2 separate regions of the Canis lupus genome follow, and region 1 is linked to region 2. A link is a contact called in public Hi-C data. All regions are on one chromosome and are shown on one strand. The core of a region is the stretch at or near the end of the contact, and the rest is flanking DNA. Distances in the headings are between cores, read along the strand shown.

Evidence for each region. A called contact is a pair of places that touch in the nucleus more often than the background predicts.
Region 1: a Hi-C map of blood shows a contact between it and region 2, with 3 times the contacts expected there. The contact joins the promoter of CYP20A1 here to the promoter of WDR12 in region 2. A contact is called at or near these places in 2 of 9 Hi-C or Micro-C datasets (both in blood).

The regions. Positions count from the first base shown.
Region 1 is chr37:11,941,999-11,944,977 of UU_Cfam_GSD_1.0, forward strand. It overlaps CYP20A1 (cytochrome P450 20A1), which reads left to right and starts at 1,392. Exons shown (of 12, transcript XM_038585486.1): 1 at 1,392-1,595. The coding sequence starts at 1,524.
Region 2 is chr37:11,644,089-11,647,018 of UU_Cfam_GSD_1.0, forward strand. WDR12 (ribosome biogenesis protein WDR12) reads right to left here and starts at 1,679. Exons shown (of 14, transcript XM_038585435.1): 1 at 1,212-1,679; 2 at 578-643. The coding sequence starts at 618. It overlaps CARF (calcium-responsive transcription factor), which reads left to right and starts at 1,334. Exons shown (of 18, transcript XM_038585420.1): 1 at 1,334-1,477.

The DNA of each region.
Region 1 (2,979 bases), core at 142-2,641, 300 kb after region 2:
TTCTAAAATGCAATCTCAAAAGATTTCTCTTACCTAATTGTTGCCTTTGTGTGTGAGAGACAGATTTTATACCGTTAAAAGTATAAAATCTATACTTTCAGGAGGCGTTCAATAGACGGAGCGCCCGTAAATATTTGTCTTGCGTTACTGATATCAAAACTTGAGTCCCGTAAACAGGAGACGGATCCTGGTGCATTTTTATGCTCAGAACTAGAGCGCAATACTAAGGAGCCTTCTGCCAGGAGCTCGAAGTACTTCTCTAAATTACCCGATTTGTTCCCGCAGGCATCTCTGCGCGGAATCATTTCCGTTGTTTCCCACGAAGCACTTGCAAGTTCGACTTACAAAATTCGAGGTTACGGACGCTAAGGGACGTCCCCCATCACTGAGCAATTCGCTGCCTTCACCCAGGACGAAGGGTCGCGGATCACATGTATCAGCCCTTCCTGTAAACTCTTTTTCGAACAAGGCGCCTCCGACGGCGCTTGGCAGTGGGGCGCCTCGCGGTGCAGGCGCGGGAAACGGCGCTGAAGCCACCCGAGGGCGACCCTCTCGCGCCCCGAGGCTCGGCCCTGCAGGTCTGCGCCTGCGCAGAGGACTCGGCGTGCCTAGCAAGCTCCCCGCCGCCGCGGGAGCTGCGGTCGTTCCGGGGAGCACAGCGCGAGGCTCTCCGGTTTACGGGTTTTCATCTTAAATCCCCCGGGGACACGTGTTGGTCGGGGCAGAGCGACGGTAACTCCTAACGTGTCTTAGAAGCCCCGACGGCGCTTTCCGTCCTCCGCCACCTCCGCCCTGGGGTGTGGCTGCAGCCCCGCCGCACGAGCTCGGCGCTCCATTGCTCTCCCCGCCCGCCCCCTCCCGGCCCCGCCCCTCCCCGCGGCCCATTGCTTTCCCCGCCCGCCCCCTCCAGGCCCCGCCCCCCCGCGGCCCATTGCTCTCCCCGCCCCCTCCCGGCCCCGCCCCCCGGCGCTCCATTGCTCTCCCTGCCCGCCCCTTCCAGGCCCCTCCCCCCCGCGGCCAATTGCTCTCCCCGCCCCCTCCCGGCCCCGCCCCCCAGCGCTCCATTGCTCTCCCCGCCCGCCCCCTCCAGGCCCCGCCCCCCCCCGCGGCCCATTGCTCTCCCCGCCCGCCCCCTCCAGGCCCCGCACCCCCCGCGGCCCATTGCTCTCCCCGCCCGCCCCGCCCCCTCTCCCCAGGCGCTCCATTGCTCTCCCCGCCCGCCCCCTCCAGGCCCCGCCCCCCCGCGGCCCATTGCTCTCTCCGCCCGCCCCGCCCCTCCAGGCCCCGACCCCCGCGGCCCATTGCTCTCTCCGCCCGCCCCGCCCCTCCAGGCCCCGCCCCCCCGCGGCCCATTGCTCTCCCCGCCCGCCCCGCCCCTCCCGGCCCCTTCCCCCCGGCGGCCCATCGGCTCGCAGGTCGCCCCGGGCGCCTCCGCCCACTCGCCCCATTCCGCAGAGCGAGCCAGGCCGAGGCGCCGCTGCCCGAGTGTCGGATCCGAGACGTGGCTCCCGGCAGGAAGAACCATGTTGGATTTTGCAATCTTCGCCGTTACCTTCCTGCTGGCGTTGGTGGCAGCGGTGCTCTACCTCTACCCGGTAACCGCCGTCTCGGCCTCGGGGGCTCTAGCCGCCGCCCGGGCCTCTGTGCTTCCCGTCTGCACGTCGCTCTGCGCTCAGCGGGCCGCAGGGGGGCGGGCCCGAGGGCGGTGGGTTCCCGCTCCAGCTCCCGCTTGGCGCGGGGGCTGCTCCGGAGCCAGGGACGCCCCGCGGGTGCGCATGCGCGCGGGCAGCCCTGGGGGTTGAGCGGCGCCCGCTGCTCGAAGACCCCTCGGGCGTCTCGAGGTGGCGGGGCGCGCGGCTGTCCGCGTTCTTAGGTCCTGCCTCCCCGCCCCCGGAATTGCCTCGCCTCTGCTACACCCTCCGCGAGAAGTACTTTTTTTTTTTTTTTTAAGATTTTATTTATTTATTCATGAGACACAGGGAGAGAGAGAGAGGCAGAGACACAGGCAGAGGGAGAAGCTGCCTCCATGCAGGGAGCCCGACGCGGGACCCGATCCCGGGTCTCCAGGGTCACGCCCTGGGCTGAAGGCAGGCGCTAAACCAGAGTCACCCAGGCGTCCCGAGAAGTACTTTTTGGGTGGCTTTTTGGCAATAACGACGCCAAACCCAAATTCCATTTTCCAGTATGTCTGCGAGGAAATTTGAGGATGCTTTGATCCTTTCAAAGGATTTCCCCCAGCTTTTTTTTTTTTTTTTTTTTTTTTTTTTTTTTTTTTTTGCGGCTCCTGCCTTTCCATCCGACTTTCCATCTGTTGTTATTGAAATCCAAAGTCCTTAAGGCCCAGATGGGTCTTGCTCTTCACGGAGCCTCAGAAGCCAATGGAGCGGCGGAGCGAGCATTGCCGTGCGTTAGTGCGCGAGCTTGTGAGCTTGACGTGGCGACTGCCTCAGCTCTGAACCTCCTTCTAGCCTTTTTTTCTCTGCTTGCCTCTGTCAGCCTCAGAGGGTGATTCTGAGAAAGAAAGGAGCTGGTAGGTGAGCAGTCGTTTCTTAACCCGTCTGCGAAACAAGCGGGTGTTTTTGTGGAAAGAGCTGTGAAGCAGCTGAACAGGCCAAAGCATCACTGATGGTGACCGGGCGCCTTCTTAAGAGTTCTTCTCAGAGCTGGTAAACGGATTAGGTTGGAATGTTGCAACTACACAATCCGGAGCCTCCAGTATCTTTTTTTTTTTTTTTTTTTAAGATTTTGTTTGTTCATGAGAGACCGAGAGAGAGGCAGAGACACAGGCAGAGGGAGAAGCAGGCTCCATGCAGGGAGCCCGACGTGGGACTCGATCCCGGGTCTCCAGGATCACGCCCTGAGCGGAAGGCAGAGGCTGAACCTCTGAGCCACCCAGGCGTCCCCAGTATCTTATTTCCTGAGAAACTAAACGTTTAATGGCTCCAGAGCTGGAATTTTTTATGATCTTTAAATGAGACT
Region 2 (2,930 bases), core at 429-2,928:
CAGGATCACGCCCCGGGAGGAAGGTGGTGCTAAACCACTGAACCACCCAGGGTTCCCCGACTTAACATTCTTATCCAAAACCAGTTCTGCCAAACGGCTATTCAGAACTCCACTTTCCAGCCTGGTTTAGAAAAGCATCGTCTATTACCTCCTCCAAATAAACCTGTGTGTTCAGAAACTGTGAAACACCACTAGCCGGCAGCCTGTACCGACCAGGTCCATTGTTCATTCTTAAGGAGATGTACGTGGGGAAGCAAACCCGAAGCCCTTCAGATCCCTCTACACTCGCAATTCAAATCATACACTGATGAGCCTGAGAAGCTGGGCAAAAAAAAAAAAAAAAAAAAAGGGATCAGTGATCGCAGGGATCCATCCCCGGGAAATCCCGGAAAGGCAGAACTTTCAATTAAGCCGAAAACTCGCAGAAGCCAGGAATACAGTGGAGGGGAGTAAAGGGGGGGTGGGGGGAGCGGAGGAAAACTGAGAGCAAAGACAACCGAGGCTTCACAAAGTCATACGGAAGGAGCTCTTGGAAAGGATCCTAGGGAGGCGAAGAGGAGAGGCAAAGGGTGCTTACTTCTTGTTGTCAGTGAAGAAGCGTGTCTGGAGCTGGGCCATGGCGAGGAGCGCGCACGAGACTTGTCTACGGAAGCGTAAGGGGGAATGGTCAGACAACAGGCGAGCCGGTCTCTTAAGACTACAAAAAAAAAAAAAAAGAAGAAGAAGCAGCTCAAAATTAGCTCGCACAGGTACGCGAGGAGATGCGGTCCGAACGGGCCTCCTGAGCCCGGAGCCAACCACGAGGCCGGTCTGACACCAGAGGCCCAGCCCACAAATATCAACTACCGATTCCCAGATTTAGGAATCATCGATTGGCGAAGCATAGTCTTAAAGGCAGAGTGTCCCTAATTTTACTTTTCCTTTACCGTATTTAGGCCTGTGATCGATTCTGAAGATACAGGAGGGCCCAGTGCAAACTGTTTCTCTCTCCCTTTTTAATTTTAAGAGGTTATCTTCAGACCCGATACCTCAAGCACACTTTCTAGACACTACCACTCCCAGAATGCAGCGCTTCTCAGACGCTTAGCCACTGGGAATTGTAGTCTTTTTTTTTTTTGCCATGCTGCCCTCACGATATTTTATTTGCATTAAACTTTTCCAACTCCAGCCAGATATCTATTATACTGCCTCTGCCTTCAGCTTTCATTTACCAAAGGCTTTCAGGCTTTGTGTCTTTACGTATATTCCCAATCGGAACCTCACTCTCCCGAGACTTCCCGAGGGCTCCCGCCGCTGTAGCTTCAGGCTCTCTCTAGACGCAGGTGGGAGTCAGGAACGCGAAGACGAGACTCGAAAAGGAAACGGACGACGGTGGCCGATAGTGGTCTAGTCTCACAGTCCTGCGCTGCGCGCTCTCAGAAGGATGCGCCTGCGCATTGTGCTGGTCTCCATGGCAGGGCCTCGGAGCCAAGACGAGGTTGAGTAGACTCGTTTTGAATTTTCTCCCCTCTGCTCCGGCAGCTTGTGGACTTCCCTCCTCGCCCTGTGGGGCTCTCAGAGGCGGCGGGACTGGAGGAGTCGGAGGTTTGGCCGAGCTGTCCGCGCCCGCGGACTGGACGCTGCCTCCCAACCCCCATTTCTTTCCTTCCGCCTCCTCCCATCACCTCCTGACCCGCGCTCCGGAGCCGCCGCTGGCCCCCGCCCCCCGCCGCCGTCGGGCCCGGGTGGTGCGGTCCGCGCCCCGCCTCGGGGCCGCCCGGGGGCCCCACGCGCTGAGGCCCGCTCCTCCCCTCCCGGGGCCGCGCTGTGGGCCTCGGGGAGGCAGGCTGCAGAAGGTGGAGGTTAGGTGCCTGGAGGAGGGTTGACGAGCCCTGGGATGCGCCGCCGCCGCCGAGACGCGCCTGGACCCCCGGGGCGGGAGCGCCCGGTGTGTGGTCCTTTGCGCATCCAGGAGCCCCGCTTATTAGGGTGGTTGTTTTTTTTTTTTTTTCTTCCTTTTTTTTTTAATTTATTTTTTATTTTTTTCCTTTTTTTTTTTAAATCCCCCCCTCTTTATGAGCTCTTTTATATTTTATGGTTAGAAGTCGTCCTCCTCTACATTCTCCTACGCTTTTTGATCCCCCCCTCCTCCCCCCTCCAAGTCTTGAAGTTCCCTAAAAGGCCTCTGCCTGACTTGAAATGGTCCGGAGAGTTAACCCTAATTTGAATTTAGTTTCGCTGTGGGAGGATGGATGGAGAGATACCATGTAGATCTCAAAGTCACTTTTTAAGTCGTTCGCCCAAAAAAAAAAAAAAAAAAAAGCCGCAAGTAGGGGACTTCAAGAGACAGCATTTTAGAATTAGGCAGAACTGGACTGCAGAATTTGTGGGCAGAGCGGTCTAGTGTGCAGGTGAAGACAAGGAAAGCCTTCTTCCTTCACGTTGCTTAAAGATGCGCTGCAGTGAAGTAGGCACCTGGTATTTAAATCAACCAGAGCCTACGCGGAGGTATTTAAACAATTGCAAGCGAAAAGTAATCTTTTATTGGAAAGCAATGATAGTGAAAGTGGGACTATTTTCAGTTCACTCACCTATTTTTTTTTTTTTTTTTTTTTTTTTTTTTTTTTTAGAATGCGGGCTCTGGAACCGGAATGCCTCAGCTAGTTATTAACCTCTCTGTGCTACACTTGGGTCACTGCGAGAATTAAATGCCACGTAATAAATATTTAGTTTATCACCATCATTATCATTGAGATGTCAGTTTGACTAGGAACTTTGCCAACGTGAACAAATACGAGAAAGTAGCCTCATGGTTCGAGAAATAAAAAACAAAACAAACCAACAAAAACCCCTCGTTGCTGCAGTCCTACCTAGGAAAGGAAGGACTGGGCTTGCAAATAGAACCTGTAATCTAAAACGTGGTCATTTAACCACGTGACTCATCGTAATGG